2 separate regions of the Podarcis muralis genome follow, and region 1 is linked to region 2. The links are chromatin contacts, called in public Hi-C maps. All regions are on one chromosome and are shown on one strand. Each heading gives the region's core, a stretch centred on a gene start, on an enhancer-like site or on the middle of the called end of the contact. The rest is flanking DNA. Distances are from core to core; before and after follow the strand shown.

Region 1 (7,115 bases), core at 2,819-5,318, 470 kb before region 2:
CAGGAAATGCCCAGAGCTTATTGTTAGCCAATGACTTCCCTTCTTCTCTTTCCACGGTTCCTTTTGCATATCATAAATCCCTGCATATTTTACAAAAACTATACCAATCAGTATTCCATTATTACAGCCATCAAAACTAATTTACACTGTTGAATTTACGGTATCTTAATGCTGCCAGCATTTTCAGCTGTACACAATTATTTCCCATACATTCAATAAACATTTTCCTATCTTCTCTAAACATATGTTCTTCTTGTTCTCCTATTCTATATGTTAAGTCTGCAAGCTGTGCATATTCTGTCAACTTAAGTTGCCATTCTTCTTTGGTTGGGATCTCGCTCGTTTTCCATTTGGGGGCTAAGAAAACATGGTCCACAGTAGTAGCATACATAAATAACCTTTTTTGACACCTGGGAATTTCCGTCTGAATTATCCCCAACAGAAAGGACTCTAGGTTTTTTTGGGAAAGTACTTTTAAACAATTTTTTTTCAATTCATTATGAATAATTTTCCAATACCCTTTTACCCTTTTACAAGTCCACCACATATTAAACAACATTTCCTCAATCTCTTTGCATCTCCAGCACATATTTGTTTTTTTAAAAAAATGATATTTATTGAGAATTTAAAATTACAGAGAAAAAGAAAAGGAAAAGGAAAAAAGGTAGACAAAAAGAGAAATTAAACAATACACGTCAATAAGAAAAACAAAAAACAAAACACACAACACATCAAAACCAAAAACCAAAATAAACAAAAAGAATTAAAAACAAATGCAATATTCCCAAATCTTTATCTTTCGTTAACTTGTTTCATCGACCTCCTCACACCTCCCTTTTTTGTATTCTAGTTGTTAATTATCTCAGCAAATCCTTTCCATCTTTCACTATATTCTGTCATTAAATTACCTTAATTTATTTTAACCTTATCTTACCATAAAAAGCCCTAAAGCTTAAAACTTAAAACTTATTAATACATAATTCCTTTTAACCTTTCTACTAAAGCCAAATAGTTTCATTCCAACATTTTTTCTAACACTCATTAATTTTACAATAATTCTCTAAATGAATTTTTAAACTTTCTTCCAATTTTCATCCATCGTCTCTTCTTCCTGGTCTCGGGTTTTGTCAGTCCTTTCTATCCCTTCCATCTAGTCCATCAACCTGGTGACCTTCTATCCGAGGCTCTTAAGTCTTTTCCATGTCCCTTCTGCAGGTCTTCTTCATGTTTATACCTGCACTTTACTTTGTCTTCTGCTGATCTTATTCTTAATTTCCTTCCTTTCTCACTGAGGGGTAGATCTCGGGGAGACTCCAACTTGACAATATCTTTATCCCTTCTCGGCAGGTCAGCCCATTCTCCATAGTCAGCACTGAAATCCAAAAGATATTTGAAGGCATGTTTCAAAGTCCCTCCAAGGTTAAGGGCCCCCACAACTCCAAACTCCCCCTGGCCCAAAACCAGATCCCAAAAGTCAAAACATCCCTGCATAGGGGGATCTATCCAACTTCCCATCTCCAAACCAAACAGTACTCCATCTCTCCAAATCCGACTTTCTCCAGGTTCAATCATCAGAAACAACAACTTATGTTCCTGCAAGGCCGCGGCTCTCTCCATTTCTATTACTTGAGGTTCAGCAACAACCTCCTCCTTTATCTTCTGCACAACTTGCCCTGTCAAAGCACATTCCTGGGTTGGTTCCTGAGTGGTTTCTATATAGGTATTCACTGTTTGTCCAAAATTGCTAACCGCAACAGTCATCAAATCCATCTTCTCATGTAGCTGTTCCAGTAAAGGGCTTGTCTTGCAAAAAGCAAGCACTAAAGCTTCTTCTGGGCACATTCTTGTTCAAGGTCAATGTCTGGTTCTCACGATCTTTAATCTCTACAGCTGTAGAATTCCCCAGATCGACTCCAGCAACAGTTTCACAAGCTCCCTCTAGAGGAAACAATTTCTGTTTGTATCCGTCTTTTGAAGAGCCGATCCAGCAACAAAATTCCTTTCGTTTTTCAGATATTTTTTTCCTTTTAAATGCAAAAGGGAACATTGGAATCAATATGTTTCTCTTTTTTAACTATCTGTCAAAAAACATTTTATTCACAGTCAATGAACTTCCCCAAAGCGTCTGTCTCTGACACCCCGTTCCCAGGTTCAAGACGGTGGAAATTTATCTTTCTTTACTCTCTCTTCTGCAGGTTTAAACAGTCTAAGATTTCCCCCCTCTTCTCCTGCTTCCAAGGGGGGTTTGGTAGTTTTAACTGATGGAAATTTAGTCCTTTACAAACAACTTTCCAGACTTTAGCTTGCAATGTCTTTGCTTCAATCTATTTACAAAAGCGGAAGGCGGACTTCCTGTTTCGACCTTCCCGCTTTGGTGCCAAATTAAGAAGTTTCATAGTCCAATTTTCCGTTCTACTCACGGGTAGTTGTTTAAAATCCAATTGTCCACAGGAGAAAGTCAGCGCTCTCCGGCAACAGCAATGCGGCTTCACTCCGTGAAAATAACAGTCAATTCGAAGCACCGCGCCACTCACCCCACATCGCTCCGGATTATTTGATTCTGTCTTATACATCTTAGCAAGCCTACTCGGAGTAAAGTACCATCTGTCAATCATTTTCAGGTAGTTCTCCTTCAAAGAATAACATGCTGTAATCTTCAAGTCACTTTTCCAGAGTTTTCCTCAGAGGTTAAAATCTATATTGTGTCCTATATCTATATCTTTACTGGCTCCCTCGGCCAGTAAAGCGAGATGAGCGCTGCAACCCCAGAGTCAGCCACGACTGGACCTAATGGTCAGGGGTCCCTTTACCTTACCAGGAAAGGGAGGGTTGTGCAACTAAGGACCTTGTTTCTGCATGGATCCGACTTGTGGGGAGACCGCAGGAGGGGTTGGACTAGATGGCCCTTGGGGTCCCTTCCAAGTTTACGATGCACTGCTGAAGAGCCTTTTTGGAGTGAAATGCTGACGAGTGGGAGCGGCTTCCACCATCTCGCAACTTCCTTCTCCCCTTGAAAGTGAACCTTGTCCCCTTGCACTTAGTCACTCCCAAATACCATAGATAAAAGGAGAAGTGGCCTCTGTGCCTGAAACAGACTTGTGCTTTAAGAGGGGACCAACGCAAGTCGAGACAAACTCAAGCAAGAGAGCCACTTGTGGACAAAGGGAGAGTCATCCGTTTTCCATGTTTCTGGTAAGATGCATTTGCACATTAGAAGTTGTTGCGGCTTCTTTTGTTGTCCAAAGCTTCTTTTGCATGGCTGCTGTAAACCACAGCATATTTCAGAGGGGACTTGGTGACAGGGATCTTGCGCTGATGCCTCCTGCTCTCTGGCTCTTTGGAAAGGCCACAAATCCATCCTGACAGGGCCCAGACTTGGAGCAAAGGAATGAAGGCTGCAGCGCAAGGCTCTCCCGGGCTTTGGGGTGGAACTAGGGGGACCCCTGCCCTGACTCAGGATATGGCACCTTCCTAAGATGCTGAGCACCTCTGCTGCTGCCAGTTGCTTCCTTGCAGGAGGGAGGGGGCAGGCGGCTGTGGACCATCTGGGCTATTGCATTCTAGACATTTCTGTGTGTTCCCTTGGTTTGTTTGTTTTACCAGTCTTCATCAATTAATGGGAAAAGGAAGTGCATTGAAAATGGTCGGATTCATCAACATTCACTAAAAACAATATGTAAACCCCCGTGCGCCTAAACCACATGCTGAAACGCTGCTCCCCCTTTTGTTGATGGGTTTCCAATGTGAAAGGTTCTTAACTACCATTTGTGGTGGTATTATGAGCATGTAAGCAAAATTTGGGATTTGATGCTTTTCGAAATGTCCCTGGTTGTGTTTAGTCTCCATGTTTCTGGGATGTAACTCCAATTTACATAGCAAGATACTAACAACTCATTTGCTCACAGCTGCCCATTTAGTTGGAGCTCAGGACTGGAAGGATATTTCTATGTAATCTATTATGACCTGGTTTTAAAAAGCCTTAGGCATAGCCCCATCAGAGAAATTGACCCACCAAATCTGGGTTCTCAGAAGAGAAGTGGACCCGTTGGCTTTCTGTAGCTTATTTCACAGTACAGTCACACAGGTGGCAAATTCCATCCAAATGTGATGTCATCTGGTGCTGATTTTGAATATTTTGAATATGTGGTCTCCCATATGCTCCAAATCATAGAATCAGAGAATTGCAGAGTTGGAAGGGGCCCGATCCTCTGCATTACTGGAATCACACCTGAATGTTCCGACTTGGGACAGTCCTGATTTTGTTTGTTTGTTTCTTTGATAACTGAGAAATTCTTACCCGAGATATGCACCCAGGTTCTAACTGGTAACTCAGAGCAGGGCTTTTAGTGTGGCTGCCTCTGATCTGTGGAACAGCATTTCTGTCAAGATAGGACAGGCACCCAGAAAAAAATAGAAGACATCTTTCTGTTCCAACAAGCCTTCACAGCCGAATGAAGGAAGTTTGTGCCTTGATGGTCTGCTTGGTATTGGGGTTTTTAATTTTTAAGTTGCTGCTATTTGTTTTAAAATGTTTTTGAACTGTTTTTATTGCATTTTGTACTTTCAACGTGTGTCGAAAGTGATAAAATCATAATGATAATGATAGGAAAAAGAGTACATTTATTTTTCTAATACATGTGTTTCTCTTTTAATTGTGACAGCAAGTTTGTTAAAAAGAAGATGGCATCTTCCAGAACACAGGAAAGAAGTAAAATCAAACCACCTCAGAAATATCTCAAAGAAAGTATCCTTGTAGAAAGGGGTGACCCTTCTGTTTATGCATTAAAACTGAAAAAGGCTTCTGAAACGTCTCCAAAGTACCATCTAGGAAAAGAGAACTTGCAGATCGCCAACAAAGTGATCATGATGATGGGAGCGTCTGGATCAGGGAAAACCACTCTCATCAATGGGATGATCAACTACATCCTGGGCGTGCAATGGGGAGACGAATTCCGGTTCAAACTTATTGATGAAGTGACCGGCAGAAACCAAGCAGAAAGCCAGACATCCGAAGTGAGGGCTTACGTGGTGAACTATCAAGAGGGTCTCAAGATCCCTTGCTCTCTCACTTTTGTTGACACTCCAGGATTCGGAGACACGAGAGGAATAGAACAGGACAAAAAGTTAGAGGAGAAGATCCGGGAGTTTTTCTCCATCCCAGGAGGAATCGACCACATCGATTGCGTCTGCTTCGTGGTCAAGGCTTCCACAAACCGCTTAACAGCAGCCGAGAAATACGTCTTTGATTCCGTGCTCTCCATCTTTGGGAAAGATATCAAGAAGAACATCCAGTTCCTGACCACCTTTGCAGATTCACAGACTCCCCTGGTCCTTGAGGCCATTAAGACGGCCGACGTTCCATGCGCCAAAGATGGCAAGGGGAACCCCATGCATTTCAAATTCAACAATTCCGCCCTGTTTGCCAACAATGTCGTGGGGGACGGGGAGAGCCCTAACATTGACGAAATGTTTTGGAAAATGGGTATGATCAGCATGAAGACCTACTTTGACTCGTTAAGCAAACTGAACACGAGGAGTTTGTCTTTGACGAAGGAAGTTCTCAGGGAGCGGAAAGAGTTGGAGACGGTTGTGCAGGGCCTGTTGCCCCAGATCAAAACTGCGCTGGTCAAACTGGAAGAACTGAAGCAAACAGAACAAGTCCTTGACCAGCACAAAGCTGACATGGCGGCCAACAGAGATTTTGCGTATGAGCTCCCAGTCACCGTCAAAGTGAAGCAAGACCTTTCTGGAGCTCATCAATATGCAACCAACTGCAAGAACTGCGAGTTCACCTGCCACTATCCTTGCTGGCATACCTGGGACCTGCTGAACCGCTTTTGCTCCACTATCAGTTTCTTCTCAGGAAAATGCAACGTTTGTCCCGGCAATAATAATAATAATAATAATAATAATAATAATAATAATTTATTATTTGTACCCCGCCCATCTGGCTGGGTTTCCCCAGCCACTCTGGGCGGCTTCCAACAAAGATGAAAGATACACTAAAATGTCACATATTAAAAACTTCCCTGAACAGGGCTGCCTTCAGATGTCTTCTGAATGTCAGGTAGATGTTTATCACTTTGACATCTGATGGGAGGGTGTTCCACAGGGCGGGTGCCACTACCAAGAAGGCCCTCTGCCTGGTTCCCTGTAACTTGGCCTCTCGCAGTGAGGGAACCGCCAGAAGGCCCTCGGAGCTGGACCTCAGTGTCCGGGCAGAATGATGGGGGAGGAGACGCTCCTTCAGGTATACTGGACCGAGGCCGTTTAGGGCTTTAAAGGTCAGCACCAACACTTTGAATTGTGCTCGGAAACGTACTGGGAGCCAATGTAGGTCCTTCAAGACCGGTGTTATATGGTCTCGACGGCCGCTCCCAGTCACCAGTCTAGCTGCCGCATTCTGGATTAGTTGTAGTTTCCGGGTCACCTTCAAAGGTAGCCCCACGTACAGCGCATTGCAGTAGTCCAAGCGGGAGATAACCAGAGCATGTACCACTCTGGTGAGACAGTCTGCAGGCAGATACGGTCTCAGCCTACGTACCAGATGGAGCTGGTAAACAGCTGCCCTGGATACAGATTTGACCTGTGCCTCCATGGACAGCTGTGAGTCCAAAATGACTCCCAGGCTGCGCACCTGGTCCTTCAGGGGCACAGTTGCCCCATTCAGGACCAAAGAGTCCTCCACACCTGCCCGGCTCCTGTCCCCCCAAAACAGTACTTCTGTCTTGTCAGGATTCAACCTCAATCTGTTAGCCGCCATCCATCCTCCAACCGCTTCCAGACACTCACACAGGACCTTCACCGCCTTCACTGGTTCTGATTTAAAAGAGAGGTAGAGCTGGGTATCATCCGCATACTGATGAACACCCAGCCCAAACCTCCTGATGATCTCTCCCAGCGGCTGCATGTAGATGTTGAAAAGCATGGGGGAGAGGACCGAACCCTGAGGCACCCCACAAGTGAGGGCCCAAGGGTCTGAACACTCATCCCCCACCACCACTTTCCGAACACGGCCCAGGAGGAAGGAGCGGAACCACTGTATAACAGTGCCCCCAGCTCCCAGTCCCTCAAGACGGTCCAGAAGGATGTTATGGTCAATGGTGTCAATCTTA
Region 2 (6,244 bases), core at 3,562-6,061:
TTGAAGAGTAAATTGAAGGCAAGTAAAGATAGGGTGGAGATTGACTGTGAAATGATGGAAAACATCAATATATAAACTCTCTCTCTTTTTATCTCTCTAGGGATTGGGCAAGGTACTGAAGCATAAAACAAGCTGAACAAGCCACCCAACTCTTTTTTTTAAAAAAAATATGTAACAATGAACTTGCAAAAGAGTGAAGGCAGTGGGACTGAACTGGGACTTTTAAGACTTCACCATCCCTCTTCCAAACCATTGTATGGAGACTATTGGGTGGGATTCTAGCCCCAGATTGGAAGCTAGAGCTGTTAATGAGCAAAGGCATTAACATGACAAAAGGAGTTGATGGACCATCTGAGAGCCTGGGTCTGAGCAGACAGAGGTTGTCATGGTGATGGGGTGTGGGTTTGAAGTGACAGGAAGAGAGAGTTTTTACCAAGGGGTGCTGGGAAGAAGAAGGGGGAGAAAAGACTGGGCTCCATCTTGGGCAGGATGTCTGCAGGCTAGCTGAGAGAGATGCCTTGGACTCCAGGGCTGCACTGCTCTGAGGGACAAGCCCCTCTTGAAATGACCATGCTGTAAGATCTGGACTCCCTCCAGGCAGTCTGAAGGTGTAAATAGGTGAATAAAGCATATTTTTTAAAGCTACGACAGTCTCCGCCGTGTCTCAATTCTCCAAAGGAACACAGACCCAGGGTGAGTCCTGGGAAGCCCTGGAATCCTGCAGAGAGTGGGGGTGGCACCCAACTTTTGGAACAATACAAAGTGCTTTGTATGTCAGCTTCACCATTTCCTTCATTTGGTGCAGGTATTTCATTTTCAGTATAAACAGGACTTCATTTTCATAGCTCATTGTATGCCACTGTTACGAAAAAATCTAGGTGCGAGGCTGCTCAGTCACCCAGCTCGTCGGGCTGAGCCCGCAGGTCCCTGCGGAATAAAGGAAGGAGTCTAGCCACCAACCAAAGCAAATAGCTGTAGACCAAAGTTTATTGCACAACAGGTTCAAAGAGGAATTTTGAACCCCGAGGATGGGGTCACAAGGACTTTAAAAAAAATTCTATCTTATCCCAGCATACAGTTCATTAAGCATCATCACTACATCATTACTACATCAGAAAAGGGGAGGGTTATACATGATTAACATATGAGGAATGTGTTGGGGCAACAGGCGGATACAGGTTATGTATTGGGGAAAACATTATAAGCACCTACTACAAGAGGAATTAGAACTTTGGTTTGCATAGTCTGTCACCTGGGCAAGTCCGTAGGAGTGCCTTTGCCTAGCGATTGACACCTATGAATACCTTCCTGTGAGTACATGACCTCCCGCTTGAGGGATTATGGTGGGGACCAAGTGGTTTCCAAGTCCTTGGCCAATGAAGCAAATTGGCGGTGGAATGAAGGAAACTGGCAAAGGAGTTGATTTTATATGATTTTTAAAGCTAGGTAACTTCCCTGAGCTGTCAAGTCAAAAGGATACATTTATGCATAATATTTGTAACATTTAACAACTTTAAAGATGTGCCCCCTCCCCAATTTCCGTAACAGCCACAATATCCTTTTCATGTATTAATGTGATGGACACACACACACACACACACACACACACACACACACCACATATTATAAACAAGCAATACTCCAGTTCTTATCTTGCGAACTTGCCGTTTAAATTGTTCAATCATGGCAATGGCTCAGCTACATTAACTGCAAACTCCAAAATCTGGGATCCCCTCTAAACCAGTGCCAAAGTTTTGCAGCTGTTTTGCAGCATTTTGCAGTGCCCCACACGCTGTGGTCTAAACCACTGGGCCTAGGGCTTGCCAATCAGAAGGTTGGCGGTTCGAATCCCTGCAACAGGGTGAGTTCCCGTTGCTCGGTCCCAGCTCCTGCCAACCTAGCAGTTTGAAAGCACATCAAAGTGCAAATAGATAAATAGGTACCGCTCCGGCGGGAAGGTAAACGGTGTTTCCGTGCGCTGCTCTGGTTCGCCAGAAGCGGCTTAGTCATGCTGGCCACATGACCCAGAAAAACTGTCTGCAAAAGCAGACAAACGTCGGCTCCCTCAGCCAGTAAAGCGAGATGAACACCGCAACCACAGAATCGTTCGTGACTGGACTTAACTGTCAGGGGTCCTTTACCTTTACCTTACAAACCAATTAATTGATACAGTAAACCTGGGTTTGTAGTTAATGCCCCAAAACACAACATTGTCCAATTCACGCCAAACAAGCATCAAGCTTTGGCAAACGTTTTGCAGTGAAAACCCTGTGGTTTGCTATGCCCCACAAAAAGAGTGATAGACACTCTAAGCTGGGGGTCAAAAGCTCACCAAAAACCCAACACTGTCCAATTCACTCTAAACTGGCACCAAACCTTGGCAAACATTTTGCAGTGTCTTGCAGTAAAAACCCTGCATTTTGTAGCACCCCACCAACGGAGCAATAGTCCCTCAAATGGGGGGGTCGGGGTCAAAAGGTCACTAAAAACCCAATGTTCTCTGATTCACTACAAACCGGTGCCAAACTTTGGCAAACGTTTTGCAGTGAAACCCCCATGGTTTGCAACACCCCACAAAAAGAGCAATGCCCAGTCTCCCGCACATCGAGTGCTCTGTTTGTGGGGCGCCGCAAAACACGGGGTGTTCGCCACGAAACACTGCTGCAGACCTTTCATTGGTGTTTGGCTCCACTTTGGAGTGAACTGGATGATGTCGGGTTTTCAGCAACCTCGTGACACCCCCCCCCCCGACTTATGGTGCTGATTGCTCCATTTTGGGGGCGCCGCAAAGCATGGGTTTTTGCTGTGAAAAGCTATCGCAGACCTTTTGTCAATGTCTTGTACTGTGAATCGAATGCCGTTGGGTTTTGGGTGGCCCCGTGACTCCATGGGTTAGGGTACCAATTGCTTAGGGCTGCCATAGGTTTTTCGTGACCCCGCCATCTTACATTGACTCCACTTATCTGAGAAGTGTGAAGCTCCAGGGGTGCAGCGCTGCCTACACATAGAGCTTAGGTTTCATTGCTGGAATGCTATGGCATTTTGCAATATTTGAGTTCATATTTATATGATGGAAGCACTCAAACACACTGCCCCTGGAGTCCCACCCCAAGAAGCCTGTTCTGAAGCTACTGAAAGGTCCAGGAGAACTAAGACCATCATAGTCCTCCTCCAAGCCTTAGCCAACCAGCAGAGTGACCATATCTGACCATGCCAAGTCTGGGTCAGAAACCAATTTAAAATAAATCTAGTCCAGTGCACTCTAAATATGTTGAGAATTAAACAGCCAGAACTCACTCAGAAATCTTACCCCCAAACTGTACAGTGGCATGGCAGGGATGATGGGGTGGGGAGCATTAACTGTGCCATTCTGGGGGTGGGCACCGTGCACAGGTTAGGGCGGGGTGAAGTGGCACTGGCAAGCCACCCCCTGCTCCCCACCTTGCCTGGAGACCACTTCTGCTCCCACCCCACCTCATGCGCTGCCACTGCTGAAGAAAATGTGTGACTGGAGGACATCTGGAAGCATCCCTTGTGTCCAAGGACTTTGTTCAGAATAGTCTCACAACTGCCACATTTAGGGAAACCAGGAACACTCCTCCTAGGCCCAGGCATTCATCCCTCCACAGATACTCCTGTGATACTCCACGTGAACGGACAATCCTAACCGTTGCAAAAGGAGACGCTGCGTTTACAGTTTGCAAGAAGGACAACTTCCTCTTTCAGACCCTTGCTCCACATTAGCCCCTCTGAACGCCTGTGACCATCACCACCCCTTTCAGATTCAGTTTCAGAATAACTCGGTCGCAGAGGCCACATCCTCTTTCCAGTGTGCCTTGTACAATAATGAAAATAAATACCTTTGCAAAATCTGCTCAGATGAGGAAGAAAATTGAGAGGTTCCAGGAACCGGTCCCCCAGATCAGCATTTCATGGAAACCTGCTTCTTTCTTCTGAGCTTCATCCTACAGTTCAGAGCAACAGAAATGTCTGGAGGGACCTTAAGAACATAACATTTAAAATATCCACTACGTGTCAGTCCCGCAATGTAATATGTGCCTGTAATACGACTGCCCTTGTTATTTTGCATTAACCAAAAGAGAGGCCTTGGGGAAACTACTGTGGCCAAGCAGAGCCCCACCAGGACACTTTGGCCTAGTCCAACTTCCACTTGTCTCGTGCTTCCCAGGCACAGGTCCAAGCGGTTTTGCCCTTGCCCCGCTGCTTTCCTCGGGTGAATCCCTTCTCGACCACTGGATCTTTAAGAAATGTCAGTCGGGTTTGTTCAAATTCAGCAGTAAACAGCAGGTTTTCCCAGATAAGCAGCAAAGCAAAATGAATAACTGTTCAGTCCTCTGCCGAGAAAGTGTGCTTGAGCCTGTTACCAGGAAATTGCAAGGGGGGGGGGGGGCGAGAGACCTACCAAATGTAGCAATTCCCTAATAAATGTCTCTATGTATTAGTTCAATGGGAAAAATTTAGAAATTCATATAAAATCATTCCAGTGACGCATTTACACCATTCCAATCTTGTTCTACTCAGAGGGAAAATGGCTATCAGAGGAGAATCTTGGAACCATGGGTAGGGGCAGCCATAATTCCTGAAATGTGAGACCACGTACCCAGCAGGCCCCACTGCCTGGGTGATAATTTCTGGCATCCTGGTAGTCATTCCAAGAACAATTGCAAACCCAACCTCAGTGGATTGGGGTCTCCTTCAAGACAAAGGGTGTGCTGAACTTGGCTGGGAAAACTGAAAATGTAAATACTTTTGTTTCACCAAAAGATTGGAAGGTGAAGGTCAGGAGGGACAGGGCAAGACTGGTGCTCAGGTTTCTGCCAGAAGACCCCTCCCAATTCAGGACATAGTCATGACAAATGTATGATGTTTTATGGGAAACTTTGGGAAATTTATAAAAAAAAGTGGAGCCATCCTTTGTTTGGGGCTTCCCTCTGCTTCTTCCATGTGGTAGTTTGAAGTCTTGTTGCAACAATAAAGATCAGGCCTCCTGTTTTGCTTCAATCTCCTGGCTGGAGTCTCTTGCTTGTGACCCCCAACCTGAACCTATGGGAGCCACGGTCAGGCGATTGTGGGGTGTGCTAAGGACTCACTTATACAGGCCCCAAATTTCACTCAGCCATTTTTATTACCACAAGAAGCCACTGGGAGGCCAGACTGGGGGGCCTGGTTTTAAATCAACCCCTAACAGAATCCCTCGCAAGGCCTTCTCTTATCACTTCACGAGGCGTCAGGCCTTGAAGAAATTACATCGCTCACTGGGGACCCTTGGCCTCCCCTCCAACATTTCTCCCATGGAAACAGAATTTGCTTCAGGAAAGTAATGGCTGAAACCGGACCTGCTAGGCCCCTCGGTGAAGGGGTACAGTTAGGGTTACCCCAGAAAGCCCTAAAAACTGTTTGTGAATCCCCCCCCCCCCAGCCAGGCCTTGGCGTACGCATTTTAAAACTGCATATTCCTCTAAGACAAAAAGCATGAGCTAAGCAGTCCTCTCTGTAACAAAAACGCTGTAACAAACCTACAGCTGAGAACAGTAAAGCTTTTCGCTTCCCAGATCCAAGATAACCTTGTCCTGGTACATTGATTTGCAACATACTTCCGGGAGCAGAGCCAGAGAACGAAAAGCAACATTTCTATGTAAGAATCTGTGAAGGGGGAGAGGGAAAAAAGGGGTTTGAAAAAAGGATAAAACCTGCTTGTAAAATGTTTTCGGTGCGGCCTGTCTTTTGTGAACTGAATCACACAGGTGCCTCTGCCCCCCCCCCCATGGCAGAATAAAACGCTCTTTCTCTGGATTTAACCCCTTGGTGTCGTTTGGCTCCTTTTGTCTCTGCTCGGGTGCAACAATTATTCCTACCCATGGATTAAAAAGGCTTCATATTTCTGGTGCATCGGGCCGGGAAAAAGCACGTTCCCCGAGATCGAGGGACAAAGAGGTCCAGGACGTCACTGCAAGGCGAGCAGCTCGGGATACCGGGTCAACAGTTCCAGCGCGCATCCTGCCAACTTCATGGGAGGGACTGGCCACCCGTTCCTGAGTGGACACGCGACAAAGTGACGGAGAGAAAGAGCAACGGCCGTGCAGAAAGAAGGTACCTCGAGGAACAAGGTAGGCTCCACAGAGTTAGGTGGGAGCAAAGAGTTTGATCAGCTCCACCAGTAGGGCAGTAAAAGGTGCCACTGGTTTTGGTTTTGCCCAGAAAAGCAGCAAAAAGGGTGCTGCTG

The links. Hi-C and Micro-C count contacts between places; a contact is called where the count stands out from the background.
Region 1: a contact with region 2 is called in a Hi-C map of tail, with 5 times the contacts expected there. The contact joins the promoter of LOC144324980 here to the promoter of LOC114607268 in region 2. A contact is called at or near these places in 2 of 3 Hi-C or Micro-C datasets (blood and tail).

The regions. Positions count from the first base shown.
Region 1 is chr12:2,452,184-2,459,298 of rPodMur119.hap1.1, reverse strand. LOC144324980 reads left to right here and starts at 4,068. Exons shown (of 1, transcript XM_077916656.1): 1 at 4,068-6,009. The coding sequence starts at 4,636. The coding sequence ends at 5,994.
Region 2 is chr12:1,987,797-1,994,040 of rPodMur119.hap1.1, reverse strand. LOC114607268 reads left to right here and starts at 4,811. Exons shown (of 3, transcript XM_077916597.1): 1 at 4,811-6,128. It overlaps LOC114607340 (a long non-coding RNA gene), which reads right to left and starts at 5,644. Exons shown (of 3, transcript XR_013390293.1): 1 at 5,538-5,644; 2 at 3,861-3,965. LOC114607265 reads left to right here. Exons shown (of 3, transcript XR_013390281.1): 3 at 101-160.